3 separate regions of the Mus musculus genome follow, and all the other regions are linked to region 3. The links are chromatin contacts, called in public Hi-C and HiChIP or PLAC-seq maps. All regions are on one chromosome and are shown on one strand. The core of a region is the stretch at or near the end of the contact, and the rest is flanking DNA. Distances in the headings are between cores, read along the strand shown. Region 1 has its middle 19 kb from the start of Luzp1. Region 2 holds the start of Luzp1 (leucine zipper protein 1). Region 3 overlaps Kdm1a (lysine (K)-specific demethylase 1A).

The links. A called contact is a pair of places that touch in the nucleus more often than the background predicts. HiChIP or PLAC-seq counts read pairs in DNA pulled down with a chosen protein or histone mark.
Region 1: a contact with region 3 is called in a Hi-C map of bone marrow-derived macrophages, with 33 read pairs. The contact joins two enhancer-like sites. A contact is called at or near these places in 4 of 15 datasets of contacts at CTCF or cohesin (CD8 T cells, the NIH/3T3 cell line, embryonic stem cells and 1 more), 4 of 484 Hi-C or Micro-C datasets (bone marrow-derived macrophages, embryonic fibroblasts, stem cell-derived neural progenitor cells and 1 more), 12 of 115 datasets of contacts at active chromatin or transcription factors (the 3134 cell line, CD8 T cells, bone marrow-derived macrophages and 5 more) and 4 of 9 other capture datasets (adipose tissue, embryonic stem cells, liver and 1 more).
Region 2: an H3K4me3 HiChIP or PLAC-seq map of bone marrow-derived macrophages shows a contact between it and region 3, with 2.2 times the contacts expected there. The contact joins the promoter of Luzp1 here to the enhancer-like site in region 3. A contact is called at or near these places in 8 of 39 promoter capture datasets (the C10 cell line, the HPC-7 cell line, cranial neural crest and 5 more), 3 of 15 datasets of contacts at CTCF or cohesin (CD8 T cells, the NIH/3T3 cell line and large pre-B cells), 1 of 484 Hi-C or Micro-C datasets (bone marrow-derived macrophages), 19 of 115 datasets of contacts at active chromatin or transcription factors (CD8 T cells, bone marrow-derived macrophages, embryonic basal ganglia and 10 more) and 4 of 9 other capture datasets (adipose tissue, liver, macrophages and 1 more).

Annotation. Positions count from the first base shown.
Region 1 is chr4:136,448,323-136,452,221 of GRCm38.p6, reverse strand. No RefSeq gene overlaps it. Among named protein-coding and RNA genes, the nearest start is that of Luzp1, 19 kb to the left of the region's middle. Within about 2 kb of position 2,196, at least 53 of the 459 cell types and tissues checked have an H3K27ac peak or open chromatin away from gene starts, as enhancers often do. A contact at or near this core is called in bone marrow-derived macrophages and trophoblast stem cells, where this site is marked.
Region 2 is chr4:136,467,307-136,471,656 of GRCm38.p6, reverse strand. It overlaps Luzp1 (leucine zipper protein 1), which reads right to left and starts at 1,896. Exons shown (of 5, transcript NM_024452.2): 1 at 1,807-1,896.
Region 3 is chr4:136,568,213-136,572,488 of GRCm38.p6, reverse strand. It overlaps Kdm1a (lysine (K)-specific demethylase 1A), which reads left to right. Exons shown (of 20, transcript NM_001347221.1): 7 at 165-271; 8 at 1,950-2,031; 9 at 3,822-3,916. Among named protein-coding and RNA genes, the nearest start is that of Kdm1a, 32 kb to the left of the region's middle. Within about 2 kb of position 2,313, at least 72 of the 459 cell types and tissues checked have an H3K27ac peak or open chromatin away from gene starts, as enhancers often do. A contact at or near this core is called in bone marrow-derived macrophages and trophoblast stem cells, where this site is marked.

The DNA.
Region 1 (3,899 bases), core at 947-3,446, 120 kb after region 3:
GGATGAACACATGTGTGCCTGTGTGTGGAGGACAGAGGTTAACCTTGGGTGTTGGTACTCGGGTGACGACATACACATGATTGCCTGGATGAGGTTAGCTGACTGGTCCTGAGCCTCCCAATTCTGCTCGTTTCTGCTGCCTCTTCAGCGCTGGGATTCCAAGCCCTCTGAGCCTCATGCGTACACTGCAGACACTTTACGGAGTATCTCTCCGGCTTTACTGCTTTTCAAAGGCAAACACTGGCCTTTGTGCCTGGCCACATCCTCTGAGGGTTCAGAGTGTAGCCTGACTTGAATTCTGGCACTGGGATACAGGGCAAAAGACTGAGTTTCCTGGGACTCTAGCTTCGAATCTGGACTGTAACAACTGGACTTGCTTCACTGGGTTAAGTGGCTACTGCCCATAAAATGCTTAAGGCATACCTGGGTACACAGTCAGAGCTCAGTAAATGCTATTATCATTAACCACATGCTGTCTGGCTGTGTGCCAGGGGCTAAGAGGACAGAGATAGATAAGCGAGCCCCTGAGGGGCTCAGAGTCTGATGGCGATCATAGGGTGATGGATGGACGGTGGAAGCCCCTCCCCCTCCCCCCCCACCCCTACCCCCGCCCTGATCTTGAAAGCAGAGGAGCTGAGGTCACCTGTGTCCACGGAGCTCAGTTATTTGCACTCCCTGCAGGATTCACATCCTGGAGGCCTGAAGTCTGTTGAGAAGTAAACGGTGGAGAAGGGGTGGCTGGGAATGTAGCTCAGTGGGAAACCATTCGCATAGCCTGTGTGAAACTCTGGGCTATGCTTCCAGCTCTGAAAAATAAATCAATAATAAACAATCAAACTGGCCTGGGAAGCTGGGGCCATAATGACATACTTACAGTTCCAGCTACCCAGAAGCCCGAGGTAGGAGGATCACTTGAGTCCAGAAGTTCAAAGCCAGCCACCCTGGGTAATATAGACCTAGGCCTTTCATTATTTATTTATTTATTTTTACATACTTATTTATTTTGATTTTTTTTTTTTGAGGCAGGGTTTTTCTGAGTGCCCTGGCTGTCCTAGAACGCACTATGTAGACCAGGCTGGTCTAGAACTCACAAAGATCTTCCTGCCTCTGCTTCCTGAGTTCTGGGATTAAAAGACATGTGTCACCATCGCCCAGCTGAAAGACATATTTTTTTTTTAAAATCAATTGGAAAAAAATAAAGCAGAGGCAGAAGTTTGAGGCCAGCCTGAGACCATGCCTCAAAAACAAACAAACAAATAAGTAAATACTTTTTAAAATAGCGAATGAAGAGGCGATTTGATTTTGGGGGGAGGTGTTATCTGTTGTATATGTTTTTTTGTTTTGTTTTGTTTTGTGATTTAGTTTTTTGAGATAGGGTCTCACTGTCTTCTTGGATGGCCTAAACTCAAAAGGTCCTTTTAACCTTTTGGGTTTTTTTTTTTGTTGTTTTTTTTGAGACAGGGTTCCTCTGTGTAGCCCTGGTTGTCCTGGAACTCACTTTGTAGACCAGGCTGGCCTCAAACTCGGAAACCTGCCTGCCTGCCTCTGCCTCCCAAGTGCTGGGATTAAAGGCATGCGCCACCACGCCCAGCTCCTCTTAACCTCTTAACCTTTGTCATTCCTGGTCCTTGTGCTCCTCAAAAATAAAGTTGGGTTTCTTTGAGGAAGGGACAGGGCTAGCACCATAAGACTTGCCATACTTGCATAAACCAGAACTTAGCAGAGTCTGTGTTGTTTGAGGCCTTGCCCTCCCCTGGCGTCATCTCTGTCACACTGGGTGTGTGTCTGTGACTAAGTGTGAAAGAATTAAAAGCATGCCCAGGATGGGAGGTGGGAGGAAAGATGGAGAGGACAAAGGTCTTCGGTACAGATGGTCTCTGTGCTCATAAGAAACTCTTTGTCTGTTTGTTTGTTTGTTTGTATTGATGTGGATTGAACCCAGGACCTCATGTACTCTCAGGGAAATCTGTAACCCCTGAACTATAGCCCCAGCTCTCAGGCTTGCTCTATCTATCTATCTTATCTGTCTGTCTGTCTGTCCATCCGTCTGTCTATCTATCTATCTATCTATCTATCTATCTATCTATCTATCTATCTATCTATCTATCTATCCATCTCTTTATCTATATGATCTCATGTACCCTGGGCTGGTCTCAGACTTGCTTATAGCCCAGAGTGACCTTAAACTCCCGATCTTCCTGCTTCCACTTCCCTATTGCTAGGCTCACATGTGTGCCCCTGTGCTTGGTTTATGCAATGCTGGGGTGGCAAAGCCAGGGTTTTTCGTATGCTAGGCACTCGCTCTATTAACTGGGCTATATCTCCAGCACCGCCTCAAGTTGATTTTTAACTTAATCTTTTGCAGCAGGATCTCATTTTGTAGTTCAGGCTGGCCTTGAACTTATAATCATCCTGCCTCAGACTTCCAAACTACACTTCGAAGCCTACAAGTATTTATTATTATTATTATTATTATTATTATTATTATTATTATTGAGACCTGTTTACTCAATGTAGCCCTGGCTGTCCTACTTCTCACTCTGTAGACCAGTCTGGCCTCTAACTCACAGAGATCCACCTGCCTCTGCCTCCCAAGTGTTGAGACTAAAGGCCTGTGTTACCACATCTGGATGATTTTATGTATGTATGTATGTATGTATGTATGTATGTATGTATGTATGTACGTATTTATTTATTGAGACAGGGTTTCAACATATATCCCTGGCTAGGCCTAGAATCAATATGGAGTGTGGGTTAGCTCCTCAAACCACAGGCCTATGTTAGACAGGTTTATTTTCAATTTGTCCTTCATGTGTCCTGAGGAGCGCAGGAACTGTGGGAAGAACGTGGGCCCCTTCAGATGATAACAAAGGGCTGATGAGATCTTGCTAAAAAAAAAAAAAAAAAAAAAAAACCACAAAGACCAGCACACCTTTCCTCTGCTGGGGCTGACCTTGTAACTTTCACAGTGGGGGTGACTTCTGGAGGAAGAGAAGTCAGTCTGGAGGCTGAGCTAGGACAAGCTAAGTCACCAGATCCAATTTGACCCCTTGGAGATACTGGGTTGACTGGCTTCCTTGCCAGCCATCCCATCTGAGCTATGGCCTCCCATCTGACCCAGTCCCCCTTGACACCGATTGTCATACTAGGTCAGGTTCCCAAACGGAAGCAGTTACCATCTCCCCAAAATTTAAAGACAAGACTTTGAGCAGAAACAGGATTCCATTTGTCCACCAACCACTCATTCATTCAACCATGAATTTATTGAACACCTACTATACACAGACCCTGTGGCATACTGGTCAAAGAGAGAACACAGCAAATAAGAACATCGTCTTCAAGCCGACACCAGAGGGGAGGGACAGGCAGTAAGCAAGGACTAATGCTTAAGTGTGATCACTGGAAGCAAGCGTAATGAAAACATAAACCCAGGAGCCAGGCTTGGCAGCCTGGTTTGTAATCCCAGCACTGGGAAGACTGAGGCAGGAGGATCTCAAGTTCAAGTCCAGCCTAAGCCATGTAGGGAGGAGACCTGTTTCAAAAGTCTAATGATGGCGTCTGAAGAGTTGACTCCTAGGTTAAGAGTACTTGCTGCTCTTCCAAAAGATCTGGGTTCAGTTCCCAGCACCTACATGGCAGCTGAGAGTTGTCCATCATCCCAGTTCCAGGGGTTCTGATGCCTCTTCTGACCTCCATGAGCCCTGCACACACATAGGGTACATACATACACACATGCAAACACTCATACACACACACTGATACACAGAGAATAAAGTAAAACTTTCTTTTTTGTTTTTGTTTTTGTTTTTGTTTTTTGAGACAGGGTTTCTCTGTATAGCCCTGGCTGTCCTGGAACTCACTCTGTAGACCAGGCTGGCCTCGAACTCAGAAATCCACCT
Region 2 (4,350 bases), core at 647-3,146, 100 kb after region 3:
TGTGAGCATTCCCATACACAGGAAGACAAATCTTTTTTAAACTCCATGTTATTAGTGGATGGTCAGCTGTGAACCTATACTTCCTGCCTTCATAGTCCAATCCATCCCTTACCCATCCCACTATTTCTAGTTTTTCAAACTTTAGCTGCTATGTTTAGAAAAGTGATTTAATTTTAGAAACCTGGAAAATTCTTCCGAGTAAATTGAGCAAAACCTTAATCTGCCCCAAGGGGAAATTCTGTGCAAAACAATTATTTCTAACAAGAGAAGAATTTTCTAAGGGGGTTATAGAATTTAACCACACAAATGCCACCAAAGCTGCACACAAAGTGACAGAAGGCAATCTGGAACATACTGTACAGATTTTCCCAGAGGAAATAGCCTCCCCTCATCTGGGGTTGCTAAATCTTCCTAGGTGATCTGAATTCTTCCCGGCTCTGTCACTAGTCCAGATCCTTAAGCCAGAACCACAGACAGCAGTTGGAAAAAAAAATAAAATAAAAAGGACAAAAAGAAATACCCTGAACAAACCCCAAATCTCAAAAATATCTTCCAAAAGGCACTGAGGTCCAGAGAGTTATTTTCTCCTGAATGGACAGAAAAGCCACCACGAGGCGCTCAGAAGCACAATCCTTTCCCCCAAGGTCATTCAAGTCATCGAAGGTGCGACAGAGAATCTGCAAGCTGCTCGGTTAAAGAACACTGCGGAGATTTTTTTTTTTTTTTTGGAGGTGTGTGAAGGGGGATGGGGGGGGGGGCTGCCTGCTCTCTTCCCCTCTCCCACCCCGAAGTGTGAGCACCCGCCTCGGCATTTCCGAAACAAGCCACAACAAGCTCTGCAGTGTTAGGAAAGGGGCTGACGCGATGAAGAAACAGATGCTCCATAGCAAGATGGGTCTTTCTCGGCCGGCTGAGGCTCCTGCGAGGTAATTAGCAGAAACCGCAGGCACCTCGGAGAGGTCCCCACCGGGCTGCGGAACCCACCAGCCCCGCCGTGCCAGTGCCCGTGCCCGGGACGCCGGCTTCCACCTCGCTAGTCGCCTGGCCAGCCGCAGGCCAAAAGCGGCTCCCGAAACCGCACTTCATTCCTGCGCTTCGGGAAGCCATGGCTCCCTTCCCTGCCGGGCCGCGGGGCGGGGTGCGCGCTGCGGAAAGTTCACCGCGGCGGCGGGAGGGGGCCGGCGGCTACCCGAGTGCCCCTGCAGATTCCACCATTAATTAGTCCTCGGGACTGTCGACTGGCAACTTAAACAAAGCGAATGCCTCGAATTCCTTCCCGGGCCGCGGCGGTCTGGCCCGCGAGACGGGAGCAGCGCGCCGGCGGGAGCCGCGCGGGCGGGCGGGCGGGCCGCAGCCCCGGGGCCGACAGCTGCGGACGCCCCGGGGCCGCCGCGGGCCTCTCCCCGGCCCCCCGCGCGTCGCGTCCCGCACACCGGCCGCGGCCCTTCCTGTCCGCTCACTTCCTTCCTCCCGGCTCGCCGCCCCGCGGAGCCCGGCGAGGACCCCGACGCCTCCCTCCCTGGCCGCCACAGCCGCGCTCGCCCTCACTCGGCGTCTCCCCAGTCTCCTCAGAAACGTCCCTCCCCCTCCTCAGGAAGAAAAAAAAATCTCTGAGTCTCTCCCTCCAACTCCAGCCACACTCTCTCCGGCTGGCCCACCGGAGACCTCCCCTTCCCGGCTCCGCTTCCAGAACCCGCGCGCACTCCCCGCCGTCCCCGGGACACCCCGGCCGAGACCCCCTCACCCCCGGCACACAAGCCGGACTCCCAGGCCGCCCGCCTCGCCACACTCCCGCCGCCGCCTCACCTCAGCGGCTGCGGCCCGCGCTCCCGCCGCCGGAGGATCCGGCGCTCCGCTCCCAGCGGCCGGCGCCTGCTCAGGCTCCCCCAGACTGACAATGAGGGGCGGGGCCTTGTGTGGCGTCAGCGCTCCGGGGCGGGGCGTATGCCAGGCCACGCCTCCTTTGGTCCTTTTTTTAAGCCCTCCCACTTCCAAGCCCAAGGTTTGAACCCAGCCAAGTTTTCATTGCCTTCCTAGCTAGGTGCCCCGGACCTGGGCTAGGCTCCGGAGGAAACCTGACTTGGAAGGCAAGACCGCGCTCAAAAGAAACGCTTTCAGAGACGTTGGGAGGGTGCAGTAAAATCGTCCATGCAAAGGGATTAGGGCCTGAAATGAAGTCATCGCTCAACCAAACACCTCTTACTCAGTGAGTGTGGAGAAGGGACTGGGCGTGGCTCAGAGGTCATGACTTCTAGTCCCACTGGCTCCACATTCATTCCTCAGGTGCTGCCAGGAAAGTCCTTTCCCATCTATATCCCTTACTTTTCCTTCTTTAAAATGGGAATCGGCAGTGGGCCACATGGTCTCAAAAAGTCCCCCCAATGCCTTCTATGTACAAAGTACTAGGGCCAAGAGAACCCCTGGGGGGAAGTGGACTTTGAAGGTAGCTCAGGACCTAAATCCTGCAGCGCACAGGCCACATTCAGAGACGTTCTGTGGGCGCCCTCCCACGCGCTGGCACCCAGCAGCCTGCACAAGCCGGGACACAGATGGCTAAGAGCTGCTTCCTCTCTGACTGCAGGAGTATGGCTGGTCTCTGGAGACGCCTCTTGTGTAAGCTCTTTATTGCCTATGGAACAAAGGCCAAATCCATGGCCTGGTATTCTCACTTCCTACCTTCATACACACGCTCTGAAGTTTACCCAAACTTCCCTTAGCACACCCACCGCTTTCCCACATCCGCCCTTCTGCTTGTCACCTCATCTCCTGTGTGCGTCCTCCTATTTCTCCCAAGGCAAAAAGACCAACCCTCTTTGCTCTCTGTACCTGGTGGCATTGACTCCAGCTCTCACAGGGCCGTGGATACATTATAACTTGTATCCTGTTGACCTCCAGCTGGGTGTGGCAGTGGCACATTCCTATCTTTAATCCCAGCACTCAGCAGGCAGGTGCATTGCTAGTTTGAGACAAGCAGGGCTACAAATAAGAAAACATGTCTTAAAAAATAATGCCATCCATGGCCATGAGCGCTGGTAGGCAAATGCTGAAGAGGGTGAAACAGGAGAATCACACATTTAGGGCCAACCTGGAGTACCCTTTGGGGCTGGGGATACAGTTCTGTTGGTAGAGCATTTGTCTAGTATGCACAATGCCCTGGCTTCAATCACAAACACTGCATAGTTGGATGTGGTAGCATATACCTCTAATTCCAGCACTCAGGAGGTAAAGCCAGAAAACTCAGGAATTCAACTGCAGAGACCGGCATAGTAGCAAATGCTTTTAATCCCAACACTTGGGAGGCAGAGGGCGGGCAGAGTTCTGTGAGTTCTAGGCCAACCTGGTCTACATAGTAAGTTCTAGGACAACCAGAGCTACATAGTGAAATCCTGTCTCAAAGAAAGAAAGAAAGAGTTCAGAACTGGGGAGATAGCCTATTTGTTAGAGCATTTTGCAGAGGAGCCAGGTTCTGTCCCAACACCCACATGGAAGCTCACAACACTCTGCAGCCCCAACTCCAAAGGATCGAATACTCTTTTCTGGTCTCTGCAGGCACCAGGTACATACATGATACACATACATACACATAAGCAAAACATTCATCCATGGGAGCTGGAGTGATGGCTCAGCGATTAAGAGCACTGACTGCTCTTCTGAAGGTCCTGAGTTCAATTCCCAGCAACCACATGGTGGCTCACAACCATCCGTAATGAGATCTGATGCCCTCTTCTGGTGCTTCTGAAGACAGCAACAGTGTACTTAGATATAATGATAAATAAATCGTTTAAAAAAAAACACTCATCCACATGAAAAAATTAATAAATAAAAATAAAGTTGGTTGGTGGTGTTGTCGATGTTTTCAAGGCAGGGTTTCACTGTGTAGCTCTGGTTGTCCTGGAACTAGATCTGTAAGGGAGGCTGGCCTCAAACTCAGAGGTCTGCCTCTGCCTCCTGAGTACAGGGATTTAAAATAAAGGTTTTTTAAAACAAAGTTAAGGCCATCCTCAGCACCGTGGTGGGCCTGAGGCCATTCTCATCCCCAGCAACTTAGTGGGCCTGAGGCCGTTCTGGGCTACATAATTCTCTGTCTCTAATTAAATAAGCAAACTGTTCATTTGTTCCTTAGTGATTCTGGGCATGAAACTCACACATTTTTGTGAAACTCGAGTTGTGATGTGACAAACCTATTTCCCAGCTCACAGGAGTTCACTGAGCCTCTGTCCCTCCGTTTGTGATAGGTGATCCGTGTGGTATTTGTTTAGATTTGGCAAACTGGCTCAATGGTAGAGCATTTGCCTAGCAAGCACTAAGTCCTAGGTTCAATTCCCAGCACCAAAGGATTAGTTAATTAGT
Region 3 (4,276 bases), core at 1,064-3,563:
CTACAAGTTTCTGACATTTATAATTTCCACAGTCTCTACAGTTTGAAAGTAACTGAATTGTTTAAGACATTACATTAAAAAGCCAAAAGTTTTCATGAGAAGAAAAACATGCAAACTCAGAATTATAAAATATTATAATTTTTGTTCTCTTTTCTCCCTTTCAGTTAAAAAGACAGGAAAGGTGATTATTATAGGTTCAGGTGTTTCTGGCTTGGCAGCAGCTCGACAGCTACAGAGTTTTGGGATGGATGTCACACTTCTGGAAGCCAGGGTAAGAGTTAGATTTTGGGATTAGAGGCCTGATCTAATGGAAACATGGTAGAGAATTACCATGTGCTTGCCCAGGCTGGTTTCTGTGGTGTTACAGAATATTCTTGGGATACTCTTTAGTGTTGGTGCTGTAGCTTTTATTTATATTATGATTATTTGGTGCTGGGAATCAAACCCAAGAGCCTTGCACACAGTAGTTAAATAAATGCTCTACCATTGAGCTATATTTTTGCTAAATTATTTTTGACAGTAGATCTTTAGAAGGTGATCAATGACTGTGGAGTTCATAAAGGATCCGTCAGTCCTTGGGGTGGATAATTTCAGATAGGTTTTTACCTTTAGCACTCTGTCTGCTTTAAGGGTTATAATTGTGTGTTTTATGCATATATCTGGGTGTGACTATGTGCACATGTGAGTGTAGGCTCCCAGAAGAGGGCATCACATCTCTTGAGCTGGATTGAGTTGGTTGTGAGTCACTCGGGGCTGCTGGGAATTGAGCTCAGATCCTCTACGAGAGCATCCAGTACTCTTAACCAGTGAGTTCTCTCTCCAGCTCTAAAGTTAGCGCTTTAATTTGGGGTGGTCATAAACTTTGTAGGAGGTGATATTTCAGTTATTAAATTATATCCCTTGTTTGCTAGATAGGGAAAGGGAATTATGTTCGGTAGAGCAGGTCTTTCAGGAGCAGCTAAAGCTAGGAGAAGTAGTTCATCATTCCCAGATCTGGAAGTAGAAACTGAGGTGGAGAGGGTGAGAGCAGGTCACTTCAGGGAGCTGTTAGAAAAGTGGTTTGTATACATCCTTTTTTTTTTTTTCTTCCATATTTTGCCTTCCAGTGACTGATTTTTTTATTTAAAAAAATGAAAGAAACTTTCTTAGTAACCTAAACATTTAAGCATTTTATAAAATCTTTAAAATACTATATGTAGTTAATTTAAAATGGCTTTTTATGAAGTTTTAATTTTTTAAATAATATTTAAATAGAGCATGGGGACATGAAAATGGTTTTCCTGATAGGCTGTTGCTTTTGTATGTACTCTGTACTGTGTGTTAAGAGTAAAGGAAGGAAGGCTTAGCAGGTCATTGTGATCCTTCCCACGTTATAGCTCGTAAAGTTTTGCTCTGCAGTTTTTGTAGTGTATCTCAAGTTTACAGGGTGTTTTGATATTTTCAGTAATTTTAAGTTACCACTGTAACTCAGTAAGGTTTTTCTATCCCCGAAACCTTAATCAGTAGACATAAGCCTGGACCTGTTTAGGACTAAAATCTATTGTTACCAGTTTGTGTTCCTGGGCATCAGGTTCCTTGGCAGAGGACATTTGTCAGAGAAGTTATTGATCTAAAGATACAGTTACAACAACCAGTGACTGTCTCTGTGGCCCAGACTGCTTGGCCTTCTGGGAGATCATCAGTCTAACACTGGCTGGGGCAGCTTGATGTAATTCTCATCCTCACTGCAAAGGACTGTGGTAACCAAAGGATGAGCATCAGTTCACGGTGGCAGAGAGTCGTCTAGTGTTGGAATTTATAAGCATATAGTTTTTGAGTGGGCCTTGTGAGTCCTGTGCACTGAGAACAGCTGAGTGTCAGGTATGGTAGAGTAGAGTAGCGGCTCTGCTGTGCTTAGTTATGGTTAAAACAGCCTAGATGACTCGGACCGTTTCATCTCTAACAAACAGGATCGAGTAGGTGGACGAGTTGCTACATTTCGAAAAGGAAACTATGTAGCTGATCTTGGCGCCATGGTTGTAACAGGTCTTGGTAAGTAGTTTAATTTGATACTGCATTACACAATCTAAAATGAGAAAGCGCTTACATTTAAACCAATAGTTACTCTTATAATATACTAACTGGGGACTCATAGACAGTAAGTCATAGTGACTTACCACAGACAGAGAGTGAATCATAGGGACACACCATAGACAGACAGGAGTCATAGACACACACCACAGACAGACAGACAGACAGACAGACAGACAGTCATAGGAACATACCACAGACAGTGAGTGAGTCATAGGGACACACCACAGACAGACAGTGAGTGAGTCATAGGGACACACCACAGACAGATAGTGAGTGAGTCATAGGGACACACTACAGACAGACAGACAGTCATAGGGACACAGCACAGACAGAGTCATAATGAGAGTTTACTTAATTTCCTTATAGTTGTGGTTCTAGGCCATAGGAGCAGTGATCTGTTAGGCTTCTTGCTAATAGTCTCTGGGAGTTCAGATCACATGGCAAGAAACCGTATGTGAGTGCCTTTATGTTTCACCCTCCTAAGGCTAATAAGAGTCAGTCAATCAAGTTCACCTATCATATCATCTCCAAAGCGTTTACCTTTTGAATAGGAGGATTAAGTGGGAATTCTCAGAGTGGGAATTAAACTCCAGCCTGAGTTTGTTGTTTTGGTTCTGAGTGTGTTTTGTTTTAATGAGACAGGGTTTCTCTCAGTAGCTCTGGAAGTCCTGGAACTCAATCCAGGCTGACCTGGAGCTCACAGAGATCCAATTGCTTCTGTGTCCCCACCCCCCAAGTGCTAGGATTGAAGGCGTGTGCCACTACAACCTGGTCCAACCTGTGTTTTGAGGGGGCAAAGTATATTCAAATCACAGCAGGTCCTTATTCTATTAGTGGAAGGCACCTTGCCAATTATCCTTTCTGAAGGCGGAAAAATGGGAATTGTACAAGGCTTTTGACACTAGGGCGTCTTTTTATAGTTTAAAGAATTTATCCTGAGCAAACAGACCAGTGAATGATGCTGTGTTTGGATCATTTCCAACACAACATTGTTTCTAATGGCACAGCATTAGAAACCACATTAGAAGATTAAATTATTATATGGTGAGACATGAATATCCACTAAGAATTATAGCTTCATAGCATAACATGTTTGCAATGTATTGCTAAATTATAACTATCACAGAATGGGTTATAACCCTTTTATGTGAAGCCTGTAACTGTACACAGAAAGCTCTGTATTAAAACATTAACTTAAAGGATTATGAGCAATATAAACCCCCCGCGCCCCCCCCCCATTTTTTTCTGAACAGGGTTTCTCTGTGTAGCCCTGGCTGTCCTAGAACTCGCTCTGTAGACTAGGTTGGCCTCAAATGCAGAGATTCACCTGCCTCTGCCTCCCAAGTGCTGAGATTAAAAGCGCCTGGCTTATTTAATTTTTTTACCTTGGTCTACGTTTTCCCCATGAGCTTTAGAATAGAAGATATAATTAACATCCTGCATTGTCAGCTGCTTACTCAGTTTTTTGGCAGTGCTGCTGGGGATCCAGCTCAGTGCCTTGAAAATGGGAGACCAGCTCTAGTACTGAGTTCTATGCCTGCCCTTGCTTATTCTGCAGGGTGTCTCATTGCATAGCTGGCTGGCCTTGGACACCACTCTGCCTTCCTGTCTCTCACCTTGAAAGGGCTGCAGTACCGGCATAGGCCACCAAGGCTGAATTTAGCAAGTTTTTGTTTTGAGTAAAGAAAATTTGACTTTGAGGTTTTCCTTTTCAAGGGTAGGCTGACTTTGTTTGAGTTTTTTCCTAGGAGGGAATCCCATGGCTGTCGTCAGCAAACAAGTAAATATGGAACTGGCCAAGATCAAGCAAAAATGCCCACTTTATGAAGCCAATGGACAAGCTGTAAGTTGATGACAAACAGCTTTTCAAAATTTCTTTGGTTCGGTTGGAAATCATTTTAGGGAACTGTATGACTGAGCATGCTATGAGTATACAGACCGAGAAGAGAGATGAGCATGGTGTGACTATACAGACTTAGAAACAATTGCTGTTTTTCTAGCTGTTTTCTTAACTCTGAGTTATTTAGGAAGAGATGATGGTATATGTGCAAATTTACATGTCTGCCTAGGCATTTTGTCTGTAGGAATTGACTGAAGGCTGGCCACACAGCTAATTGGCCCTAGCCAATTTTTTTCAATAGACCTATGGAATTGAACCTGAGTCTTCCTATTTCTGTGCTGTCCCTCCATCATGTGCTTTAGC